Regions from separate parts of the Mus musculus genome. Here regions 1 and 3 are each linked to region 2. Evidence: chromatin contacts called from public Hi-C data. All regions are on one chromosome and are shown on one strand. The core of a region is the stretch at or near the end of the contact, and the rest is flanking DNA. Distances in the headings are between cores, read along the strand shown.

Region 1 (3,166 bases), core at 437-2,936, 420 kb before region 2:
TGTTGCCAGCCAGGTTCCCACCCCGAAAGATTTAGATTTAATTGGTCTTCGGTGCAACTTCAACCAAAGGATTTGTGTCTGTTTTTTTTTTTTTTTTTTTTTTTTTTTTTTTTTATGGAAGTATATTATACATGTAGAAACGTGCATAAATCCTAAGTATGCATCTCGATGAAGTTTTACAGACGGAAGGTAGCTGTGTAACCACTATCCAACTCAACAATCAGGACTTTACTAGCAACCATGGAAGCAGAAATCAGGTTTGCCTCAGTTACTTGGGTGCTGTGTATGTATGCACACACACACACACACACACACACACACACACACACACACACACACGCACACACGTGCACACACACACCCAGTTCTAATAACATTAGCACGTGGGCATCAGGACTTTTTTTTTTAAGTCCCCTCAATTCTGTTTTGTTTCATTGAGGCAGGAATTCACCTTTAAATAAGTTAACTTGGAATTCACTATGTAGCCCAGGCTGGCCTCAAATTTGAATTTGCAATTCTTCTGCCTCAGCCTCTGGAGTACTAGGATTACAGGGCTGTGACACCATCTCTGTGTTAAATCCCCCAATTCTAACGTGCGTCTAAAACTGAGAGCCATTGTTATATGCTGGCTCAAGGTAAGGCTATGTAGGATGAACCCAGCCAAATGTACAAACAGAAGTCAACCAAAACAAAATGACTAAGGAGAAACCCAAGCTATACTTAAACCCCAACCCAGGGTGCTATTTCTCCTCTTACAGGCAGAAATCTTACTTCCTATCAGCAAGTCAACAGGATGGAAAAGGTGGTTGTTTTAAGCACGATCCTTCCTTTATAAACAGCTTTTCTTCTTCTCACCTCTTAAAGAAAAAACAAAAAACAAAATACAAAAAAAAACACCCAAACCTGCCGTGTGCTGCCGAAGTGACGTTTGCAGACTGCAGCAGAGCTCTGAGACCCTTTTATGCACCAAGCCCCCCACTAAATCCTCAGTGCATTATCTCCCTCATCCCCACAACCCCCAGTAATAACAGCCTCTCCCATTTTCCCCACGTGACAGATGAGGAAACCCCTGTATGAAGAGATTAAGTAACCTGCTGGAGGGCAAGTCGTGAGTAGCTGGCAGTGCTTAACTTGCAAGGATCCGGCCTGCTCTAACTCCATTGTGGTTTTATGTGCCGGTGCCAACTTGCCTCTGCTGTTACATAGTTGGACAAAGATAATGCCACGTGGATTTCATTCCTTCAGAGTCCAGGGCAATGGGCTGGGATACTGTGTCCAGAAAAAAAAAAAAAAAACACAGGATTACCTCTGGATACTGGAATGGACTTAGGGTCTTATCCCATTATTTTACTGAAAGGAAATGGGACCAAGAAGACAGCAAGAAGAACTGGGCGAGAGGAGCTCCTCAACACCCCCTCTTTCCAGTGGGGTTAGTCATCACTGGGCAGCTAGGGCTCTCCTGTCTTCCTTTCACACTAATGTGGGCTTGTGGCCTTCATTAGTTTGCTTTGGTGGCCAGTTGTCATTATCTAACAATTTGCAGCATTTCAAGAAGGACACATTACTGTTTGTATCACCATAAAAGCAGCCTTCTTCCCTCAGCTCGCAAGCCAGCTCAGGTAGAAAGCTGAGAGTCACAGAGGTGCATTAGAGACGCTTCTCTTCTCTCTGGTTTCCTGAGTTTGTTTGGTGTGTTTGGATTCCGTGTCGTGTGCGATCAGCCTTCCAGCATGTTTGTTCTGGCAGCAGAAGTGGTAGGGTGTGTGAAAGAAATCTCCCTGCAAAGTTTTCATTGAAAACTTAATGTCATTTGCCAAAGTCTTCTGTCTTGAGCACTTCCGAAAATGTCAGGCTGTGGCTTTCCTGTGTTTCCTGTGAGATTTTTGTATGTATGCCTTTTATTTATTTTCTCATTCGGCAGTGCTGAAGATTGAGCCCAGGGACTCTTACGTGCTGCGACTTCGGCCTCCCTTAAGCTATTTTCGTTTTTCTTCTGGTTTTGCTCTCTCACAGGCCAAATTTACCCATTCTTCTGTTAGCCAGGCCCCCTTGCCCTGCTTTGTTGGTTCTGCCTTAGTCTTTTGGTTTAGAGCTGCCCTGAGCTGGGGTATCTGGTCTATTGCTCTCTAATGTCTTCTTCTTCTTCTCCTTCTCCTTCTCCTTCTCCTTCTCCTTCTCCTTCTCCTTCTCCTTCTCCTTCTCCTTCTCCTTCTCCTTCTCCTTCTCCTTCTCCTTCTCCTTCTCCTTCTCCTCCTCCTCCTTCTTCTTCTTCTTTTTTTTTTAATTACACCCTCAATTACTCTTCTCTCACTAGAGCAGTGGCTAACACTCTAAGAAGCTGTTAGGGTGGGGGTAGCTGGGGAGGGAGCCAGAGCCAGGAGGCGTGAGCCAGTGCTGGCTTGCCAGCCTTCTCTGTTTACCCTAGGAGGCAGGCCAAAGTGTAGCCTTTGTGCTGAAGTCACTGGCGAGGGTAGCCACTTCTCTGCCTGGTCTGGTTTGTCCTGCATGCTTAGAACCCTAAACAGAGAGAACACCAGGCTTTGAAAGGCCTGTATCTCAAGGGATGGGCACAAAAAGTAGCTGATACCAAGAAGGCTTGCTGCCTGGAGGCTGCAGCAGAGTGCACCAGTACCTGCATTTTTCATTCCTCTTTATGTCAGTAAGCCCATAGAAGGTGTCACACTTTCAACAAGAGTCGAGAATACTCCTCACCCATTAGCTCTCATGGCAACACCTGCTTTGGCCAGTAGGATTTTAACAGACATGCTACAAGTACAGGCTAGAAAACATGCTATGATTGGCTTTCTTCCGTGTATCTATCTCTGTTCTTTCCATGAGATGAATGTGTCATGTCCAGAAGAAACCAAGGTTCCAGGAAGGGATGAGAGATGTGTGAAGGCAAAGCTTCCCCAAGGAAACTGCAGAAGCCCCACCCAGCCTAGAGCAAAGCTGACCCAGAGAGGCATGAGCAGAACGAGCCAAGAGCAATAGGTCTGCCTGGCCAGACTTCGTCACTTGCAGATGCAGGAACGGAGGAGGAGGGGATGGTGGTTTTAAACACTTGAGTTTTGAGGCTATTTGCTGTTCAGCAATAATGATGGTTTCATATCTTCAGAGCTGCTGTCGTTGCCTACTATGATGATGATGACGACGACAATGACAAAGA
Region 2 (2,954 bases), core at 424-2,923:
ATTTTCTGATCCCACCCAACCCCAACTTTTAAAGGAAAGTTTGATCCAAGCCTAATAGCTACCAGCTTATTTACATAGTCTGAAGGCAGCCAGTTTCCAATCTGACAGCCTGTGCAATTCCAGAAAACAAACATAATAGACTAGTTAAGCAATAGGAACCCTTTGCCATACTTAATTTTACTTCCATAAATCTCAAGTTTCTATCTTGAGCCGATCTTTTTGTTTTCCAGCCAAGTTCAAGTTGCAAAACATGTGGGGACTCTAAGGAAGTAGTTGCAGTATATTGTCGAAAAATTCCTGCTTCTCTCTTTTCCCAGTGCCTACACTTGCACTAACGCCCAACTAACTATACAATGTGGTCACATTAAAGATATCAGATTAGAGGGCAAAATTGCTAATTCTTATCTTGATGGTGAACGGACTTGCAATTATAACAAGGCCTCTCAATTTTGATGACTTAAACAAGTGTCCTTTCAATTTATCTCCTAAAACAAAGCAAGATCCGGAACAGAAAGTCTTAACATACAAATACCCCTGCCAGGAGGATTTGTATTTAATATCAGCCTTACAGCCCAGTTTATCTGGTTTAAAGTACAGTGCTTGAGTGTATCCAGAGGGGCAAAGGGCAGGAGCCTTCCAAATAAAGGTCACAGGAGTACAAATATTGGTGCGCACACACGCTCACACCACAGGACGGTGAGTCCTAGAGTGAGCGCCCGGCTCTTTGGCTTTTTGCAGGTCTCGGGTTTGCTCGACCTCGGGTGACACTGAGACAGGAGATATCCATGTGGGCGTTGTGCAAGCTCTGCTAATGAAGCTGACTCGGTTCCTCCTTCCAGATCCCCACACCAGCCCCTCCTCTCAGCACTGCCAGGACCTTTTAAATACGAGGTCCACTGAGATGGCTGCATCTGGAATCGAGACCCCAGGGCGCCCCCAAGTGGCTAAGCAAACACTACAGACTGAAGCTGGAGGCTCCGCCTACCTTCATCCCCTCCCTCTCTTGCACTCTCATTAGCTCTTCTCCGACCACAAGGCAGGTCCCACCCCTGAACCTTGAAGGGAGTACACGCCTAAATTCCTGGCTTACACCCTTTCTGCAACCAGCTTTCCTGCCTAGTCCTTTTACACCCAACACTCAAGAGTTCTGTGCGTCCACCTCAAAGCTAAATTCTCCTCCGCGGGTGCCTTGCCACTTGTCACTGCTTGCAACGTCCTCGCCTCCCAAAGCGATCCCAACCTCGGAAGCGCCCTTCTATACAGATAGGCAAGCAGCACTCTGCTACTCCCATTTCCCTTCTCTACGCCCAAACTCTGGAAGCGTCCCTGAGTGCACCAGGGCCTTGCCACTGAGTTCATCTCTGCACAGCCAAGACCTGGGGTTTCTTCCTTTTTTCTCACTCCAGCTTTCAACGGAATAGTTTAATAGTAAGGGGCGGCGGCTGCCGCTCTAAGCCTTGGGGCACCTGTAGGGAGGGGAAGGAGCGCCCGCTTGCAGCCGGAGGCGCCCCAGCTACTCACCGGCTCACACCCGCGCGTACACACAAGCTGTAATAAGCCGGCCCCAGTTAGATCAGCATCTGCCACAACCTTCGCTCGGAAGCCCAGCGGCAGGGTCAAGGCTGTTTAACTCTTCCCGGCTTTGTCTCCTCCCAGGCCCCACCCCCTCAGCCCACCTCCCGAAGCCCCGCCCCCTCCACGACGCCATTCGCCGCCTCCGACTTTGTGGGGTGGGCCGAGGCATAGATTGAGATTAAGTCTGGGATGCAGCGGTCCGCTGTTCCCGGTGGGGGATGGGACTGCCACGCCGCGGAGATTCCTCGGGAACACCCTGCAGTTGAGGAGCGAGGACGCCACCTACTGACAGGCTATCGGAAGCGCCGAGACCGAGTGTTCTGGGCTCCGCAACAATCTAGGAATCCCAGCGTTGAGTATCCAGGTTCTCTGCAAAAGGTACAAAAGAGGGAGCCCTCCCTAGACTGGATCCCTTCCTGGAGTCTCCGGATGCCTCTTAGAGCTGGACTGTGCCCTTTGAAGAATGTGCATTTGAGGTTTCTTAAAGGCGTGTGAGGACTACAGATTCTACCTTAATGCAAAAGCTAAAACAGAGCGCATTTTCCATTTCAAAATCAAGAACAAACAATACCCTACACACAAATACATATATGAGTAAAACCATTCATATTCTCATGCTGAGGCTTTTACAGAGCTTCACCATTCCACCCCAATAATTCCCTCCACTACCAATGATCCGTATTCCCAACTGTTGCTGTTTATAAATAAGCTTCACTCACCATTTGTCATGGAAGACAGTGAGGTTTATTTTCTGGGTTGCGATGAAGCTGCACTAGAGATACACGATATAAATCTTAGAATTCTAAGAATGGGTTAAACGTATTCCAATCTTTCCAGAGATTTTTCTGTCTGTATTCCTTAGTCTTGAAAAGGAGAACATTATGACTTGTAGGACAATAGGTCATCCTTGATTGGTCAAGATTCAACGCTTCATGGACTTTTAAAACAACCAGCATTGTGTTGAAAAGTTATGAATTCACGGCAGTTAGTAAGATTCATTTTGGACGCTAGAGGGCGCTATGTGGAAAAGGACTCATACGTGGTGTCAGCTGTTAATGTTGATTAACTGGGTATTAGCTGTGACCTCCGTTTATTCCTATAAAATGATTAGAGAGTGTGTGAGTTTATACTTTCACCTCTAATCTCACTTTAAATCACTTTAAAAAACGTTACTTACTACCATCAGGCACATATTGTTTATATTACTAAAAGTAAGTATTCATAGCCATTCTTGTTCCAGAAAGCATTTTAGAATAAATTCAAGAAACGAAGAATAAAACACAATAAGAAGTATTGACTATAGGTGATGGCAAAAGTAAGAAGAATGCATAGGAATACAGAGCCATGGTGAATTTAAATATAAGCATCTTCAACCAAGT
Region 3 (3,225 bases), core at 688-3,187, 300 kb before region 2:
TCTGTGTGTGTGTATGTCTGTGTCCATTCATGTTTGTGTGATTGGGCACCAAAGGCTGACACTATTTCAACCTTAGTTTGAGACAGGCTCTCTCACTGAACCTGTAGCTCTGCATGCTGGGCTGGCGGGCCAGTGAGCCTCAGGATTCTCCGGCCTTCACCCTCCAACACTGGAGTTACAGACACATATGTCATGTCGGCTCTTCCATGGGTGCTGGGGCGCCACATACAGCCTCCTGTGGCATAGAGCAAGCTCTCTGCTCACTAAGCCATCTTCCCGGCTTCTGGATGAAGATGTTTTACCATCTCGTTATTTGCTATGACTCTCATTGAGTGTATTGCTTAATATTATTATTATTTTACATCTACCAACACAACAAAATTGCAGTTTTGCTCAGTAATTCATGATCTTTTTAAACATTTACTGACATCACGTAGGCACAGTACCTCAGACCTCTTCTCCCAGGTCTGAGTGGCCAAAACAGGAAGACTGTCATGACTTTAGTGCCAATCTGAGTTCAGACTGAGACCCTGTCTCCACAAGGTGTACAACTAAGTGACATAATTACATGACAAACAACACACCCGCAACCATTTTAATGAGAAAGAAGCATTTACAGAGAGAAAAATCTAGAAAACAAGCTCAGAATAGTAGGTGCTGTTTTATTTTATTTTTCTACAATGAATCATATATATTGTATTAAGCAAAACCCAGTTTGACCAAATGAAGTTGCCAAAATCTTAGTAACAATAGTTTATCTGCTTAATGAACTTATCCAACAAGTATTTATTAGTCTCCACTCTGTATCAGGCGCTGTTCCAGGCCCTGGGGATACAGCAGTGAGCAATACAGATAAAAAACTATGATCCAGTGTAAGAGGGAAAGAGCAGAAGTATACATGGAACAAAGGACAACTTTGTACTTTAAGACAGGGAGACAGACAAAACACCATACCATGCCATCTATGAATAGGCAATGAAAGAAGACAGGAGGGAAGGGTGGAGGAGGAGGCAGGGATATTAAGTTGCATACTGGTTGTAATTTAAAATACAGTCGGGCATGGTTCTATAAAGAGATGGCTGCATAAAGACCTAGAAGAACAAGCAGGTGGTATAGAAACTCAGGCAGGAGCCCTCTTAGTATGATCAAGGACCAGCAGAAAGGCCAGTGTGACTGGAACAGAGGCAGGAAGTGGTGGGAGGTGAGACAGAGACTAATGGGGATAAGACTGTGCACAGCTTTGGCTTCGACTCGGAGTGAAAGGTAAAGTTATTACATCAGTTGGGCCAGAAGTGACATCATCTAATCTGCACATTAGCTGCAGCCAGAATCCTAAGAACAGACTGCCGCAGGGGACCAGTGACTGCAATAGTCCAGAAGAACACTACCGAGCCTTGGACCTTGGTGGTAGCACTGACAGTGGAAAGAGGAGACATGGTTTGAGGTTGAAGCTGTCAGTCTGCCAAGAGGAAGGTGTATGGCTTGGAACAGAGGTGTTCTTAAGTGATATAGGAAGCGGGTAGTCTGCAATAGGAGGTGGGACAGAGATTTTATGAGCTTGGTTTGGACGTAGGTAAACTTGAGATGATATTAAAAGTGAAAAGACCCCTTCACCAGCTGCACTTAGCTTCACACTTCAGTGACCTCACTAGAAAAGCAGAGTAGCTCTGGGTAAAACAGTAAGGGGCCAAGATACGAGTTTGACGGGATAATGTTAATAAAAATGGCAATCTTCATGACAGAAAGAGCCCATTGCTTAGCAAAACTAACATTTCAGTGGGAACTCACCCTGGATATACTCACCATTCAAATAAAATGTGAAACAGGAAAAGGAGAATTAGGAAGAAGGCGAAAGTCAAGTCAGTGTGCTGCTGCAGAACAACCAGTCAGAGAGGGAACTTAAAACAATAGGCCTAACTTCCTTTCCTGACACATGACCCAGCACTGCTGAGTCACCAGGAACACAGGCTTGAGAGTGTAGATTGCCCCCAAGCAGCACGGGAAAGAACAGTTCAGGTTTACTTCACAGTGGCCATTCAGATTTACTAGACATATCAAGACCCAACTCACACGGGATTATGGGAAATACTCAAGCAGCCATGCAAAATTCCCAGAACCCAAAGATTCGAGCGCTCACAAGAGAAACATAGGATTTAAGAAAAGCTTGTCCAACAGTTGGTGATGTGTTTGGTGGTCTAAGGTAAAATGGGGTGGGGTGAGGGCGACAGATACACTAGAAAGCTTTTAAAATTGATTTTCTTTTTAAAATGTGTTTGACTTCTGAGGCTGTTTGCCTTTGTGTTTTTTTAGTATTACTATATTCTTATATGAAATGGTAGTGAGAAATAATAATTAGTTTTTAGTATCTGTTTTGGCTAGAGGTACACTTGAAGCAACCCTGTGGATACTGCTATACTTCTATTTTAAGTATCTAGGTCTGGAAAATAGAAAGGTCTGGCAAACTGTGACCTATAGAAAAAGCATTTGCTGGCACTAAGCCAGTTGTCCTGCCTGGCCCCCCAGGAACGACTGCCTGTTGCCGATCCCAGGCCTGGACCAGCCAGCCATCTTACCTCCCATCTACCTCTTCATCTTTCTTCACACTCTTCTAAAGGACCTCAATCAAGTCTTCAGGAGGCATGAAAGAGAGTCCTCTCAGGAGCATGAGCCTGGAGTGACTGTAAACATCTGGGAGGCAGTGGCAGGTGGGTGACTACCAGTTCAAGGTCAGTCTAGTCTACACAGTGAGCCAGCCACATAGAAAGGCCTTGTCTAAAACACATGGTAAGAGAGTATGGAGACCTCCAGACATCACTATCATTCATTAGGCAAGAAGCAGTGATCTACGATGAGAAAACATGGCTCCAGTTGGACTCTGCTGCTCACCAGCCTTTCACTGTTGGCAAGTCAGAGAGCCTCTCTGGCTCTGTCCTTTCCTCCTTTGACCTGTGTGCCTCAAAGACTGCTAGAAAGAAAAATATAGATTTCTGGGAAAGTCCCTCTTATGGATAAAAATCCCAATAATTGTAAATAATTCTGAAAAACATGAGATGACATAACTTTAATGATTCATAAGCTCTTGTTGTACAACCAACTGATGCACACTTCTATCTTAGTCTCCAAGACAGAGCAGAAGAATCTTGTCCTCTCAGAGCCTTCCAGGAGTCAGCAAGATAGGAAAGGAGCCTGAAGAGATGTAAGTCACCCAGGCACCTAAGCATCAAC

What was found. Hi-C and Micro-C count contacts between places; a contact is called where the count stands out from the background.
Region 1: a Hi-C map of liver shows a contact between it and region 2, with 3 times the contacts expected there. The contact joins the enhancer-like site here to the promoter of Idh1 in region 2. A contact is called at or near these places in 4 of 39 promoter capture datasets (embryonic stem cells, liver and stem cell-derived epiblast-like cells), 1 of 15 datasets of contacts at CTCF or cohesin (the NIH/3T3 cell line), 4 of 484 Hi-C or Micro-C datasets (CD4 T cells, LSK cells, liver and 1 more), 7 of 115 datasets of contacts at active chromatin or transcription factors (bone marrow-derived macrophages, embryonic stem cells, extraembryonic endoderm stem cells and 2 more) and 2 of 9 other capture datasets (adipose tissue and liver).
Region 3: a Hi-C map of LSK cells shows a contact between it and region 2, with 3 times the contacts expected there. The contact joins the enhancer-like site here to the promoter of Idh1 in region 2. A contact is called at or near these places in 1 of 484 Hi-C or Micro-C datasets (LSK cells), 1 of 115 datasets of contacts at active chromatin or transcription factors (bone marrow-derived macrophages) and 1 of 9 other capture datasets (adipose tissue).

What each region holds. Positions count from the first base shown.
Region 1 is chr1:64,755,030-64,758,195 of GRCm38.p6, forward strand. No RefSeq gene overlaps it. Among named protein-coding and RNA genes, the nearest start is that of Fzd5, 19 kb to the left of the region's middle. Within about 2 kb of position 1,687, at least 74 of the 459 cell types and tissues checked have an H3K27ac peak or open chromatin away from gene starts, as enhancers often do. A contact at or near this core is called in LSK cells, hepatocytes, liver and 1 more, where this site is marked.
Region 2 is chr1:65,177,469-65,180,422 of GRCm38.p6, forward strand. Idh1 (isocitrate dehydrogenase 1 (NADP+), soluble) reads right to left here and starts at 1,674. Exons shown (of 9, transcript NM_010497.3): 1 at 1,522-1,674.
Region 3 is chr1:64,874,549-64,877,773 of GRCm38.p6, forward strand. All of the region lies in intron 5 of Plekhm3 (pleckstrin homology domain containing, family M, member 3), which reads right to left. Among named protein-coding and RNA genes, the nearest start is that of Gm51628, 11 kb to the right of the region's middle. Within about 2 kb of position 1,938, at least 96 of the 459 cell types and tissues checked have an H3K27ac peak or open chromatin away from gene starts, as enhancers often do. A contact at or near this core is called in LSK cells, adipose tissue and bone marrow-derived macrophages, where this site is marked.